Regions from separate parts of the Mus musculus genome. Here region 2 is linked to region 1. Evidence: chromatin contacts called from public Hi-C data. All regions are on one chromosome and are shown on one strand. Each heading gives the region's core, a stretch centred on a gene start, on an enhancer-like site or on the middle of the called end of the contact. The rest is flanking DNA. Distances are from core to core; before and after follow the strand shown.

Evidence for each region. A called contact is a pair of places that touch in the nucleus more often than the background predicts.
Region 2: a contact with region 1 is called in a Hi-C map of the N1E-115 cell line, with 6 times the contacts expected there. The contact joins two enhancer-like sites. A contact is called at or near these places in 3 of 484 Hi-C or Micro-C datasets (the N1E-115 cell line and uterus).

What each region holds. Positions count from the first base shown.
Region 1 is chr12:33,716,317-33,723,987 of GRCm38.p6, reverse strand. No RefSeq gene overlaps it. Among named protein-coding and RNA genes, the nearest start is that of Ferd3l, 210 kb to the left of the region's middle. Within about 2 kb of position 4,772, at least 19 of the 459 cell types and tissues checked have an H3K27ac peak or open chromatin away from gene starts, as enhancers often do. A contact at or near this core is called in the N1E-115 cell line, where this site is marked.
Region 2 is chr12:34,647,531-34,655,327 of GRCm38.p6, reverse strand. The region is part of intron 3 of Hdac9 (histone deacetylase 9); the gene reads left to right. Among named protein-coding and RNA genes, the nearest start is that of Gm46347, 140 kb to the left of the region's middle. Within about 2 kb of position 1,502, at least 6 of the 459 cell types and tissues checked have an H3K27ac peak or open chromatin away from gene starts, as enhancers often do. A contact at or near this core is called in the N1E-115 cell line, where this site is marked.

The DNA.
Region 1 (7,671 bases), core at 3,523-6,022:
GGAACAGCGTTATGAACTAACCAGTACCCTGGAGCTTTTGACTCTAGCTGCATATGTATCAAAAGATGGCCTAGTCGGCCATCACTGGAGAGAGAGGCCCATTGGACTTGCAAACTTTATATGCCCAAGTACAGGGGAACGCCAGTGCCAAAAAGTGCGAGTGGGTGGGCAGGGGAGTGGGGGGGGGGTTTGGGGGACTTTTGGGATATCATTGGAAATGTACAAGAGGAAAATACCTAAAAAAAAAAAAAGATGCATCCTAATGAATGCAGGTCGTTTACTCCATGCATTCCTAGTGAAGAGTGATCATTTTATGTATTCACACCCACAAAATAAATCAGGAAGGGGGTTTGACAATGGTAGAGGGAGATTAGAGAGGGTATAGATGAGATTAATCAGAATATACTCTATGCATCTATGAAATCATCAAAGCACAATGAACAAAAATACCATAAAATACTTTAAAACTAAATTGGAAAAGTTCTACAGTTTTGGGAAAATTATCAAGATAGTAAAGTTTACAGATATCCGGCTAAGTAAGAACCCTCTTGTTTGCTTGTTATTCTCATGAAACGCACCATTTATTTTGGAAAGAATGCCAAATATGTTTGAAATGGAAGTGTTTTGTGTTGTTTTCTATCTGAAGACATTGCTTATATTCATCAATAATAGATTAAAAGCCTCTGAGAAGCACAGATATTAGAAGATTTGCTTATTTATGTATTTTATTATTAGATCATATAGCTAATTTAAAATTTCCAAGCCAAAATATTTATAACTTCAGCAAAAACTAATCCCACAAAGAAATAAGTAACTTCAATAATTCTTATTAAAAATCTAGATTATTTTTTCAAGCATTGAAAAAGACCAACTCCAGAAGCTAAAGAAACTGTGGTTTCAAACAGTAGTTTCTGTGTTTGTCATGGCAGTCCTTTTCCAAGTCTTCCATGGTCACATCAGCAAACAAAAATGGAACGGTCTGATTGAAGTAGGACTCTAGAAGAACAAAGGCCACACATATCATGGCTCAGTCAGAAAGTGTACATACCTACTTCACATAGCCAGGGACTCTCTGGAGTTCCAGGAATATGGGACATATCTAGAATTTTGAATTCATTGAGAATAGTCACTCAAGAAACAGCAAATCTCCTATCCTCAGACTGCAATTTCACAAAGCATTTGTACTGTATTGGAGCATATATTGACATATATGTTACATATTACATATATATGTGTATATTATATATATATATGATATATTATATATACATATATAATGCTGGCGTGAGGTAATCTTTAATGATTAATTCTAAATTGTCAAGTGAATATAAGTACTAATTAAGATTAGTATCTTATGGGGTAGGGAGGGGAATAACAGGATGTAGGTATTATGAAGGAGAATCAGAAAGACCATATAGCATCTCTCAATGAAACTATGGATTAGAGCATGAAATAGAACTAAGAATAGGTTAAATGGCATCACATGACCTATAAAGCTGTGCACAGCAAAGAAAAGGAGTGAACAGGCTGACGAGTGAACTTGCAGAATGGCAGGGAATCTGTGCTAGCCATTCATCTGGAGAAGGTTGACATTCTAAATGAATAAGAACCCAAAATGCACAGCACACAAGAATGCGCAAGCTAATCTATAAATGGAAAATAATTTGATGAGTTCTTAAGTTTTTTATATGAGTCAATGCTCTGCAGGTAAGTAATGCTCTTTGAACACTCTGCGTCACACTCTTTGCCTTCTACTTCACCCCTCCCACACATACCCACTTTGTTCCCCTAGACAGTTTCATTTTTATATTGATGATTTCATGTGTCTGCATAACATCAAGGAACTGCAAATGAGAGAAAATGTGTGATGCTTGCCTTCCTGAGACAAACTTGATCTGTGTAAGATGATGCTATGTCCCTGCCAACATACTTTGTTTTATAGCTGAAAAGCATTCTAGTGTGCATATATGCCACATTATCCACAACACATAATACATACATATAGAATATAATACATATAGCATGAACTCCACTCCTGTCCTGATAGACACGTAGCTTGGTCCTATTACTTAGCTTCTGTGAATGGTACTGGGATCAATATAGTGTGGAGGTGACCTGAATAAACATTTCAAAAGAAGAAATACGAAAGGCCAGTGAACAAAGAAAAATGTTTATTTTCATCTGCCATCAGGGAAATGCAAATATATGACAAGATGCCATCTCATTCTAGTTAGATTGGTTTTATATATAAAAAAAAGATAGAAAAATACTTAAAAAGCAAAATACATCCCCACATAATAACTGTTAGAGAGGATATAGGTGCATATTAGTGAAAACACTATGTAAATTTTCAAAAGAAAAAAGAAGAGGAAGAAAAAAAAAAAACCTGCCAAGATCCAGCCAGTCTACTCTGAGGATATCTGATGAAATAATATAATTTACAGAAAAATGGATGAATGTGGAAGGCATCCTGTTAAGTGACATCATCTAGATATAGAAAGGAAAACATTTCACGTTTTCTCTTATTTGTGAAAACTGAAAGGGAAAGGGCCTGAAATTGGAGGACTTACTTTAAACTTGAAGAGAAAAGAATTTGGGGAGAAAGAGATGGGAGGATGAAGATGCAGGATGTAGTCAGTCACAGAATCTATTTCTTTGCACAGTTATTATGATTGAATAATCAGAATTTAGAAAAAAAAACACATGTAGTGTGGAATAGCTTATAAATCATGACATTCAAACATTACGATGTAGTATGCAGCAACACTAAGGTATCCAGATGTCAGCACATATCCAGGTGTAAGGAAAGGGCATCTACTACTCACTGAACAATCTGTTCACTGCCTTACATCACAAGGGAGAAAAGTAGCCAGCGTTATTGATCCTATTATGTTGAAATTCCAACATACTTTGCTCTATTTGTTTGGCCAAAATTACAGTGATAAAGTGCAGAGAAACTCGAAATAATTTTAATAGTTTTAATTTGGTGTTTAACAAATATGATGAGTATAAATACAATGAAAATTAAAAGCATTACATTTGACATTGGGTGAATTAATGTATTTTAATGCTTTCCAACATTTTCTATTTTGGTGATTAATTCGTGTTTTAAAAGTATGCTTTCAGTAAAATCGTAGTATACTTTAGAGTGTCTTTGTACATATTAGCTACTTTTCTACTTTAAATATGAATCCAGCAAAGCAGAGAGCAGTTGGGAAGCATCAATAAACACAAAGATTCAGTAAAGCAACTGAGTGTTCTAAATATTGGTCTGCGTATTTTTTCTGCTAAAAACAACAACAACAACAACAACAACAACAACAAGCCATTGGGCTGGAGGCTAGCCCAGCAGGTAAGTATGCTTGCATCAGTGCTCAAAGCCACGCAGATATAAACAGCTCAGAGAATGTATAAACAGAAGAGACAACTTAAAAAGGACATGCTCAGTGTTAATAGTCTTTAGTTTTAATTGAAAGATGGAGTTTTTCCTTTTTAATCTTTTTTTTAATTAGGTATTTTCCTCATTTACATTTCCAATGCTGTCCCAAAAGTCCCCCATGCCCCCCGCCCCCATTCGTTAAAGGCTTGAAACCATGTCTGTGATGCTATAGGGAGGTGAGGCAACAGTTTGAAAGTGGCGGCTAAGTAGTACCCCATTGTGTAAATGTACCACATTTTCTGTATCCATTCTTTTGTTGAGGGACATCTGGGTTCTTTCCAGCTTCTGGTTATTATAAATAAGGCTGCTATGAACATAGTGAAACATGTGTCCTGGCAAATACAGAAGTGGATGCTTACAGTCATCTATTGGATGGAACACAGGGCCCCCAATGGAGGAGCTAGAGAAAGTACCCGAGGAGCTGAAGGTGTCTGCAACTGTATAGGAGAAACAACAATAGGAACTAACCATTACCCCCAGAGCTCGCTGTGTCTCTAGCTGCATATGTATCATAAGATGGCCTAGTCAGCCATCATTGGGAAGATAGGCCCCTTGGTCTTGCAAACTTTATATGCCCCAGAACGGGGGAACGCCAGGGCCAAGAAGTGGGAGTGAGTGGGTAGGGGAGCAGGGCAGGGGGAGGGTACAGGGAACTTTTGGGATAGCATTTGAAATGTAAATAAAGAAAATATCTAATTAAAAAAAAAAAAAACCTCTTTGTTAATCTAAAGAACCCAGATGTCCCTCAAAACAAAACAAAAGAAAGAAAGTGTGCACTAGTGTAAAGGAAGCCTATCCCATGATGCCTCCTCAAGCTGTAATCCTCTGCGGGACACCTGTCTCTTGCCCTTCCTAAATCTCGCTCTGCTTTCCGGCTTCCAGAGAGTCAGGAAGCTTACCTCATAGCGCCTTCCACGATGCATGTTCTTCTCCCTCAGAGCAAGTTCAAAAGCAGTGTGGCCAAGTGACCACAGCCTGAAATCTTTCAAAACATGAGCCCAAGTGATTTCTTTTTCCTGCTTCTAAGTTTGATTATCTCAGCAATTTTGTCGCAGTGGTTTAGAAAAAATAATAATGAAATAATAGAATGGTATTACCAGACTGTTTGGAGTTCTTAGAGACCGGCTAAAACTTGACTTCTTCACTTAAAAAGGCTGCAGCAAGAGGCATGAAGCTGTATACTCTGCAAGTTTATTTGCTACTTTGTGTAATCTAAATGAGCAGATCCTGCGTTCTGAACGGGAGCCAGGAGTCAGGGCTCCAGGGCTCCTCTTAGGTTGGCTGTGCTGAGCTAAACACTTCACAAGAGATGACTCACATGGCGGCAGCTCTTTCGCTACAAGCCATCCCTCGATGCTCACTTCATCCTTATTTTAATGGGATGGGAGTTTTTCACAGTTATCGTGGGATGTATTATAAAAAGACCATGATGTTCTGGGATATTTTATTAACTCCCTGTCTGTGAGTCTTTCCTGCTTGTCTCTGCTGTTCTGCTTCTCACTCTTACAAGGGCTGGGCTTTCTGTGCTGTGGTTTTGTTATGCCCCTTCTTGAGCACAGGTTCTGGTAAGATGGCAAGGTCAATAATTTTCCTCTTTCCAGTCCAGGGCATAGCCTAGTGATGAGCAGGCTGGAAAGGCTCAGTAAACCTTCCGATTATTCCAGAATGTTATCTCCGGGGGGGGGGGGGATGTAACTTTTGATTAATATCGATATGTATCTAATAGGTTTGAATGCTACCAAAAGTATATACCTCTAAATTCTCAGAGCAAGCCACACATAGGTGAGCAGCTAGCTCTCTGGGTGCGCGCCTTCTGTTTGCAGTGCGGATTGTCCTTTTGCTTTCCCTCCGGGTTTTTTGTTTTTTTTTTTTTTTTTTTTTTTAACTCTAAAGTCGTTTCTAAGTATTTTAAACATTGAGTCACTGCTGGCTTTCTCAGTGTTTACAAAAGCTATTTTCTACTTAAATTTAATCTGTTTCACTTGTCTTTTTTTTTTTTTTAACATAGCTTTCTCCTAGTTTTTAATGGTCTATATATGGCTTAGTGATTGCATGATGTTTAAGGTGTTTGGATGCCAATTGGAGACTTCATAAAAGGAGGTCACATGAAGTTCAGAAATGTTTAGAAAAGAGAACGAAACCTTGCAAGTTTCTCCTTGGGGTTAGCAATTTAGGTCCGTGGGCTGATTGCAGTCAAGATGCTCCGACTGCGATGAGATTGAGATTGTGAGTCACAAAAGACAGAGCGAAAAAAAGGGACAAAGGAAGCAATGTTGCTTGGGGCACAGGGTTCAGATCCACGGGGTCCACGATGTTTACAGAAGCGTATATTTAAGGATGTCAAGGCATTAAGCTCATTCACTTACTGCATTTGAAATGGAATATTTTAAAGCTCTGCAGCTTCGCCTAAAGAGATTGTTCCTAATTGTGGACAATTTGCTACAAAATACAAGTCAGGGAGGTGGAGTTTTTGAGTCTTTATTTCCTTTTTGTTTGGTCTAGAGGGGAAGCAGAATTTAAGATTGTCATTTACACGTGTAGCTAGCTGTGCTACTTCAAATATAGCCGGCTAGAGTAGCCACTGAGAGACAGACAGAGACCTGGCAGAGGTGACCGACAACCAGCTTCTGGCTGGAGGAAACATTTACACAGGACTCCTGGCTTCCCTTCAAGTACAGCTTTTGGGAGGGATTTATAGGTCAGATAGCGCGGCAGCTTCAGCCTGTTCCTCACCGTACCTCAACAAAGCTTGTGCGTGTTTGTACAGCTGGCCTGGTAGCTGTGGGAGTCCCGAGAATCCCATAAGCCCCCATCCCTTTGCCTCCCCTTCGCCATTTACCAGCACACAAATACACAGAGCGAAACTGTCTGACTAGAGCTTAAAGGCACTCAATTCCAGGCCTGTTTATTTTCTTTCCTTGATTTCCTGCTGCTACAGTGAGTGAATGATATTTTCCCGTTCTTTCTTTCATTCTTTCTTTTTCTTTCCTTTTTTTTTTTTTTTTAGACCTATTTGTCTATCAGTGGTAGAGAATTTGACCATAATTTATGGAACATTGGTGATATTATTTTGTGTGCCTCTCCTCTTACCTAACCCCTCTTTAACTCCAACTTCTTTCTTTTAAACACCATTTCAATTTTTTTTCATATTTGGACTTGAGGGGGGATTTACCCAAAGGAAGGAAAGAAAAACATCCCAGGGCTCCCCAGTGTAACTTCACCCGGAGGAAGGGTGTTATTTTAATTACTACTGAACCCATTCTGTGGGGAGGCCTGTAAATGCTCGATGCAGCTTGGAGAATAGCAGTTAATATGCCTTTTGAATCAGGGCCACAAACTACAAAGACTGCCATCTGGGGACGCATTACATTCGTAAGGAAAAAACAGTGGAGACTTCTTCAAATGAGCTTGTAAATTCCATTCAATCTTAGATTCCTTTCTCTTTCTTTTTCTTTCTTTCTTTTCTCAAAGAAGTTCTTCCAGGTTTATTTAAAACAATATTAATTAACCAGAAGAAACACAGAGATTTTGAATTTCAGTGACAACTGAGACACTCAAAGACTTTATTGACGGGTTTGAATGTTGACGTCCGCCATCATTCCTGAAGCCACGTCCCTAAATCTCTTCGATTGGAAAAAGCATCAAACTGAGGAAGAAAATTTTTTTTCTGCATGTAAATAATCCAGAACTTTTGTTTCTTCATTTAAAGCAGAATAAAATGCATTGAAATAGTGTATCATTTCACTTCTAATTTTGGAAAGAACTAGTCACCTTTCATCTTTTGAGCTTAGCTACTTTGGCAAATGATGTAGGAAAGAGAGACCATTGGAATCAGACAAAACTGAGTTCAAGTCTCACCGGTTAAGTAGAACATTGTTCAAAGGCAAGGCATGCAAACATTTGGAGCCTTGGACTCTTACATCTGGGAAATGGGAAAAAATAGCACTTCTTTGCCAGCCAGGGCTGTTGAGAGAAGCAAATGATATAATAGCTGTCAAAGCCCTTTATACATAGAGAAATTTTATATTGACATAAATCTTCAGTCATTTTACATTGCCAAAATTTTAAATTGTTTTTCATATTTGAACTCATTCTTTCTTAAGGGCATATACTCATGGAAACTCCTTAATTGCTAAATACTACAATCCTAAAGTTGGAGGAAAATACAAATTACTAGTGAGAAATTCCTTTGTGTGAAAGTTCTATTTACACTGCATCTTTAACCAAATATA
Region 2 (7,797 bases), core at 253-2,752, 930 kb before region 1:
TGTCTTACTGTATCTTGTTTTGTCCTGTCTGGCTGTCATCTCTTAGAGGCTTTCTCTTTTCTGAGGAGGAAACAGAGGGGGAGTGAATCTGGGGAGAGGGGAGATGGTGAGGAGGTTGCAGAAGTGGAGGGAGGGGGAACTTAGGTTGGGATCTTTTATACAAGAGAAGAATCTAGTTTTAATTTTTAAAAGGGATTTTTCCCCCATCATTCCTGATGAAGGTAAATACTAAAATCATGACTCCTTTTAAAGTTTTTGTTGCCTGGCATCTTCTTTTTGTATAAATTACTTTGGTCATGCTCATCCCACACTCTTCTATCCTCCCTCTTACTTTGAAACCCCTTTCCACAACAAGATCCCACCAACACTTCAATTCATTATTTTGGTGTGTGGCTCACTGTGTTTAGTTAGAGTTTCTTACCAAGGGTCGGAGGTTATTTACTGGAGCAAGGGCTGCTTCACCACTGCAGAAAAGAACACCTTCTCCTTGAATAAGGAGATAGCACAGTAGTCTTCTGGGTTCCTACTCCATCAGTGGGTGAAATGTGGGCAAGCCCAGTCTTGTGCATGTCTTCTGCAGATGGCCTGGATTACAGTGAATACATGAATGGCCATATCATGTGCAGGGGATATCCTTTCCTATGGCGTATCTCTCCATCTTTTCACTCTTTTATCCTTTCTATCCCCTTTGGCAATGTTCTCTGTAGTTTGGAGGGGTGGTCTAGAGGTCCAGTTTAGAGCATCTACCATGAATTCTTCCCACTTGTTAACCAGTGAAGCTTTAGTTTGCTGTGGAATGTTGCAGACTTTTCTGAAAGACACTAGCGACAGCTATACCATCAGCCCTGGATCTTCCCAGGGTTAAAATGTGTCAGACCCTAGGAACTGGGTTTGCAAAAACAGCCCCAGAAACTTGGTTCAGTGAGGTAGCTGAATCTCATTTAGTTATATTGATCACTTTGAAAAAGAAAGACACTTTGAAGAAAAACACATCTTCATGGTGATGTTTTGATTTCTTTGTTTCCAAGCTGCTGTATTTAAACATGAAATATAACTCATATCTATAGAGGTACAAAATAGATTTGTGGTTTTCAGAACCTGGGGTTGGAATAGGGATTAGGCAGGAGAGAATTTACTGAAATATTTGAAATGTTTTAAATGTGGATTGTGGTAACAGTTATACAATCTGGTTTAAATATAATATTTAATTAAGTTAACTTAATTAAAACATTTTAACTGGCTAAATTTATAAGCATATATCAATAAACTTTTAAAGTGCACATAAAATAACTAGGAAAGATCTGTAACTCTGTTTCCAGACAGTTATTGCTGGCATCAAGTGCAGAAATCCCTCCTAAAGGTATTTACTTACATTTCAGTATAGCACTAAATGTGTAAGGTAAGTCAAAAAGCATTGAGGACCAGCCTTACCTCGCCTTGCTTCCATTCCCACATTGTGCCATTCTTCCATGGAGCCTCTAGAGAGCAGCATGTCTATTTTACCAGGAAGGAGCATTATTGCATCTGAACCCGATGCCCTAACTTGCAGACATCTGAGCACCCCATTTCCTCATGAGCACCTCCCCCTGTTAATTGAATTTCACCCAGAGGCCCTGTTCTGTTTGGAGAGGAGCTTCACTGAGAGGCACCCAGGGCGTGGTCCTCACCTTCCTCTCCTAGCTGCTCTCATTTGCTCTCATCTTCAAGCTCTGTAAATACTGTTTGGCCTCTCTGCATGCACAAGTGGGAGTATTTTTGCTGGGATATCCACAACTTTATTTTCCTTTTTGGTACTTATGTCAAGACAGTGGCCAGTTAAAGCATTGACTATGTCTGTACATAGGAGAGATGTGAATGTGGAGAAACTGAAATAAGCATCCCTGAAATCATAAAAGTTTATAAAATTACTTTGTGAGGACTATACTTTGCCCAGAACAGGAAAGGGGCCAGAGTTCTTTACAACGTGTGAATCTTCAGACATGAAGGCCTAGAAGAACTGTGAGAATATTCTTTTTCTTTCTTTCTTTCTTTTTTCTTTCTTTCTTTCTTTCTTTCTTTCTTTCTTTCTTTCTTTCTTTCTTTCTTTCTTTCTTTCTTTCTTTCTTTCTTTCTTTCTTTTTTTCTTCCCTTCCCTTCCCTTCCCTTCCCTTCCCTTCCCTTCCCTTCCCTTCCCTTCCCTTCCCTTCCCTTCCCTTCCCTTCCCTTCCCTTCCCTTCCCTTCCCTTCCCTTCCCTTCCCTTCCTTTTTCTTCCATTTTTCTTTCTTCCTTTCTTTCTTTTTCTTTCTTTCTTTTTAATATGAAAACACTTACTTGGCTTACCTTTCAGCCTATAGTCGACCATTAGGAGAATTCCTCATAAGGAACCAATTCTGCTAATACATAATATTGGACTTTAGAGTCACGTTTACTTATGTATGATACATTTTTTAAAAATTAAAAAAATATTTTAACAAATCAGGTTGCCATTACCCTAGAGAAGAGCTGAGTCCAGTTTTTTAAAATGTATAAAACAACACAAATCTTACATGCCTTGTAGTTTCAGTCTTGGGAACTACCAAGACTGAAACACCAGGGCACTAAGTGTCTGGTTTGGGCTTTATGGACCATAAGCTATGCCTCTGCTCTCACAGCTATTAATGGAAGGAGATATCTGCTTCATCAGGCTCTCTGAGAAGGATGCTAATTACACTTGTGAGAGCATTTACAGCCACAGCATCTCTCAAAGTTCACCCTCTCCTAAAGCCATCACTTTGAGGTTAGATCTCAACATATACATTTTTGACTTCTGTACATATATTATTATCCAATTACCAAAAAAGAGAAATCATCAGACAGAGGGGAAAATCACATATTTATCACTATGAAAGATTTGCAACATAAAACGTTTATATAGCAAGCTTTCTTAGTTATGCATCATTTTTCTTTTGGTTTGTCATACGAAAGTACTATAGACCAAATGCCTTAAATAATCTCAAACTAATCTCTTACAATTTGAAAATCTGGGTAGTATTAGATTTGAGAGAGATAGAAAAGCTTACATAGGTTCTAGAGAAATTGGCTGAGCTAAATTATTCTTCAAGGTAACATATTTATTTATTACCAACACCAGGAATACAAAGTAGATTTTTAAAGAATGAGAAAGCGAGGCTTCAGTTCCAGCAGGCAAAGTGGGCTACCCATTCTTACAGTTTCTGTGGGAAGGTTCAGATCACACCACACCAGGCATCATTCTTCATGGAGAAGTCTATACACTGCGTGACTGCAGTCAGATTACCTTGTGCCCAGGCAACAGAACTAAAAGATAGAGCTCAGTTGTTTGTTACTGCACTGTCACAGGGGTGTTGTGTTAGCTGTTTGTAGCAATACCTAGAGGTCAAAGTTAACTGAAGGGGTAGCAAGATGGATGAAGCTGCCCAATAGATTTAATGTCTGATTTGTCATTATGACCAGGGACTGGTGGGAGCATGCATATTGCCTTCCTAGCTACGAGTGGAGCAAGAGGGAACCCTTGTCTGTGGCCATGGAAGATGTGAACCAGCAAAGGCATCTGTGTCCTGTTCCCCCTGAAGGCACTCTGGATTTGTTTTCAGTAGATCACCTTTATATTTGTAAAACTGAAGACCTTGAATTTAGATCTGCTTCGGGGAAGGGTGTCCCTTGATGGGCAACGAGTGACAATTGTTTTCAACCCCATCAGTCTCAAACTCTGAAACTCATACATGGATTGAGAGGCGTAGACATTACTTCTTTCCAAATGCTGAAATCATGCTTAGGAAGCTAGCATTGACTCCTGTGTCACACTGTATAGCTAGCTATTCCCCCTGCTCATCAGTTAGTAGCAACGAACCCCTGCTATAGAACCAGCAGACCTGGTTAGACATTTGCCAGAAATAACTTGAGTTTATACAATAATTATACATTATTCACTGTTCCTCAAGAACAGGGAAATTGAGATCTAGCACCATGCTTTAAGAATAGTATGAAGATTGGAGGAAATACTACCTATAAAATTTATGTCAAGGAAATTAGTAATTGATTTTCCCAATGATAGCAACTAATAAAGTACAGTGTTGGTGTGTCATTGTGCATCATGATTTTGTGACTATTATCAATGACTTTTCTTCACTTGGGGCGGTGAGGAGCACCTAAGGCCGCACCAATGATTTTTGTCCCAAACTGCACTGCCCCAGGGCTGAGAGGGAACTTTGATCTTTTTCTAAGCACTTGCGTTTCCTCAGCTGTCCATTGTGTTTTCTAAAACTTGTGAAACTTTTCAAAACCACAGGAAAGTAGAACAAGCAATAGAATGATGTTCCAGGGTGAACCAAGGGTCTCCTATGATTTCCTCCGTCTGGTTCTACATCACCAGTGGTAGACCAAGGGGTCTCTGATTTCCTTCCTTCTGATGAGGACCTTTCGGACAGGGCTCCTCCCACCACCTTAGCATCCAGACACGGCAGTGTTTTTGTCCTAGAGTTCTTTCAATTTCTTGATTACTTTCAGTCCTCTCATTTTTATTAGATTGTTTTAAGAGAGTCCTTATATTTGTTTGGGCTTAATTGTAATTCCAGCATGGAGGTTAAATTTTTCTGAGCCCCCATTCTTCCTGTTTCTACTTTTCCATGATTTTCCTGGAATTTGGAAGAAAACTCATCACCCTTTATCCTGAGTGGGCTTTTTCAGCCCCTGTCTTCCTTATTTACACATTCTGAAGACTTTCATCCCCTCAGTTCCATGCTGTCTTCATTGCTAGTGCTTTAGGCTCCGCCCCCTTTCCATGCTATAGAGCACACACACTAAACACTTGTTTGTCACTTTTACTTGACTCTTCCCCCACACTTCCTAAATTATCTCGTTAGTTAAAAAGGTTCCAAAAGGTTCCCCATTTATAATAGAAAAAAGTAAATTGAAGAAGTAAATCAATTTCCCTTACTTACACTTTAACATACTAAATTCTTTATATCCTCCAAGGTCTAATTCAAGTCATCTTTCTTTTGAAGCTCTTTATCTCTTTTCTTCAAAGTTTCATTTCTTCCTTCTCTTTCATTGTCTTCAACTGTCATAGCACTAGTTTCAATTAATACATAATGGTTGGCTTTTCATTTTTACATCTTCTGTAGCTATGTTTACTGCTCAAGGGCAGGAGTAATTTAATTTAACAAGGCTTACTTCTGTACAGTCATGGCAGATCATAACTTTGCTCATATTCCTCATTGTTTATTCCCCCATTTTCGTGGGTAGTATGCATTTGTGTCTGTGTGTGCATGTTTGTATCTGTGTGGGCACATGTATGTGGGTGCACACACACATGGTAGCCCTAGATGGGTCTCTGAAGCCATCGTCAGCTGTTCTTGCACCTTATTCATTGTGGCAGGGTCTCTCAAGCAAACCTAGAGGTCAATGATATAGGTAGCTGTGCTGGTCAGCTTGCTCTGTGTGTCCCTTCTTGTAAGAAGTCTTGACATTTTATTTATACTCTGGGGATACAAATTCCTGTCCAGTGCTTGTTTGGAAAGGGCTTTAACCAGAGACAACTTTCCAGCCCACTTTACTCAGAATTTTTCATTGGTAGATTGGCTTTTGCACTAGAAATATGGCAGTTGAATTGGCTCCTGTAAAGCTCATTCCAAAATAGCTTGTTTCCTATAATAAAATGATGTTTTCCCTGGTAAACATAATGTTTGTAAGATCTCCTTCACATACTCCCTGGTTCTTGGTTCCCATGCTTCTCACTAATTTATTATAGTGTAATTTACAGAATATACCAAAGTTTCTAAAACAGATTTACCCCTTCCTCAAACTGGGTTTACAGGTAATGTTATTTCTTTTACCTACTCACAACCCTGATCAGAATTATCTGTGTCTTTCAAACATCTCATGCATGCTGGTTTCTGTTTGAGGAGGCTCATTCCCTTCTCCCATCAGGAAGAACTTCAAACTTTTACATTTAATTTTAGCTTAAACTTTCATACTCTTATATTTGGTACATAACTACATTAGATTATTCAGCAGAACTCCTGCCCCCCCCCAAAATGTATTCATTTCTTCTCTTTTAGAAACATGGAAATCAGTCCACATAGGATTCTACTTTCCTCCTGAAATGGTTAATTCTACCTTTAAAAAGGCTTTGACTTTAATTCATACAGCAATGCTATTCCCAATATGTGATTTCCCAAATTGTCCATATTGGACAAAACTCTTTAATGTGTTGTTTCTTTTATTGCAGGGAGAGCAAGAGGGACACTTTGTCAGGAAGCCAGGTTATTTCTTCTATACGCTAGAGACCAGCAGTCAGGGTATGAACTACTTCATCCCTTGAGGTCTTCGTATCCCGTTCCTTCCTTCCTTGCCAGCTCCCCACCCTTCTGGAATGTCTTGGTTCAAGGACTAGTGCTGACTCAGCACAGGCCACCAGCTCAGGCTAACTTAGTGTTTTTGCAACTCTTAAGGAGCTACCTTGGGGAAAGTGCTGAGGGAACCTCACATTCTCCAAATCTCCTGTGAGCCATAGCTCTCCCCACTGAATATGAATTGTCTGTGGGAGAAGAGAATGAGCTGTTAGGCTGCAAATGATGTAGCATTTCATCCTTGACCCAGTGGAGTCTCAGCCTTTAGCATGCTTCAGGCATGCTTTTATAATCGCACCACAGGACTGCAGAAATTGAGGGAGCCCATTGTTACCAACATGTGCTGTAAACCTACTTTCTCTGTGTGCCTCGGAGGACAGGGAGGACAGTGACCATGTATCTTAATAGTATGAATGTAAAAGAAACTTGATTTGAAAGAAAATGCCAATCTTGATCTCTTAGAAAAACAGCCTCTTGGTAACCGATCATCAGAAATCATGATAGGCATTTAAATTTGGGAGAAGTTGGAGGACATTTTTGTGAAAAATCAATTTATTATTGATTATACAGATATACATTATGACATTATGAGTAAAAATGCTGTTACTTTTCCCCCACAAAAACACGAGCAAATGTTGATGTGGAAATGGTTCTGTTTCTATTGTTACCATTTCACGTGGGGTATCCAGTTATCCTGCTGGATATTTTAAATTGCACTTGCCATGCTGAATCACTTCCTGCTGAATTTAACTTTTAGCCAGAATTTCTTCTGAATCTTATTTTTGAAGTCAGGAAAATCTTGAGAACTAAATGCTCCAGCCAGTTTATACAAGGTCAGAAAAGATAATTTATTACATTTGGTTTGTATCTTTCTTGCAGAAAAAAAAAGTATGCCTGAAAATTATCAAAAGTATTGAATTCATGGGAGGAAAACAAAAATGTATCCCAGATCGGCTCAAGTGCCCAGAGGTACTTTCAGGCATGTGCTGATAAAAGCTCATTAAAGCAATGAACTAGCTAATAAGCAAGTTTGTGTTTTGAATTGATTAAAGAATGTTTACGACAAGAGAAGCACATTATGAAAGTAATTACAACCATTAATTATAATTAATTCTATTTATCTCTGTTAAGGAAGGATAGGTTTTAATAAGGCAGTTTTCTTAAATCCCCTAATTCAGGCTTTTATTTACTCCATAGAAGGATATCATATAATTTTCTTCTTTCTTTTTTTCTTAATGTCAAATGAAGTGAATATCTTTTGTAATTTTCTAAACTCTGATTTCGTGTACCTCTGAAGCTGATTGTATTAACGGGCAAGATTTCTGAGTAATTTTGTGTTTTAAAAGAAATTTAATTATACAGGAAAAAAAACTGGCACAATGTTTCTCATTTTGAAGAATTTAATATAAATTACTCACAAAAGGAAGGAAGGAAGAAAAGAAAAAGAGA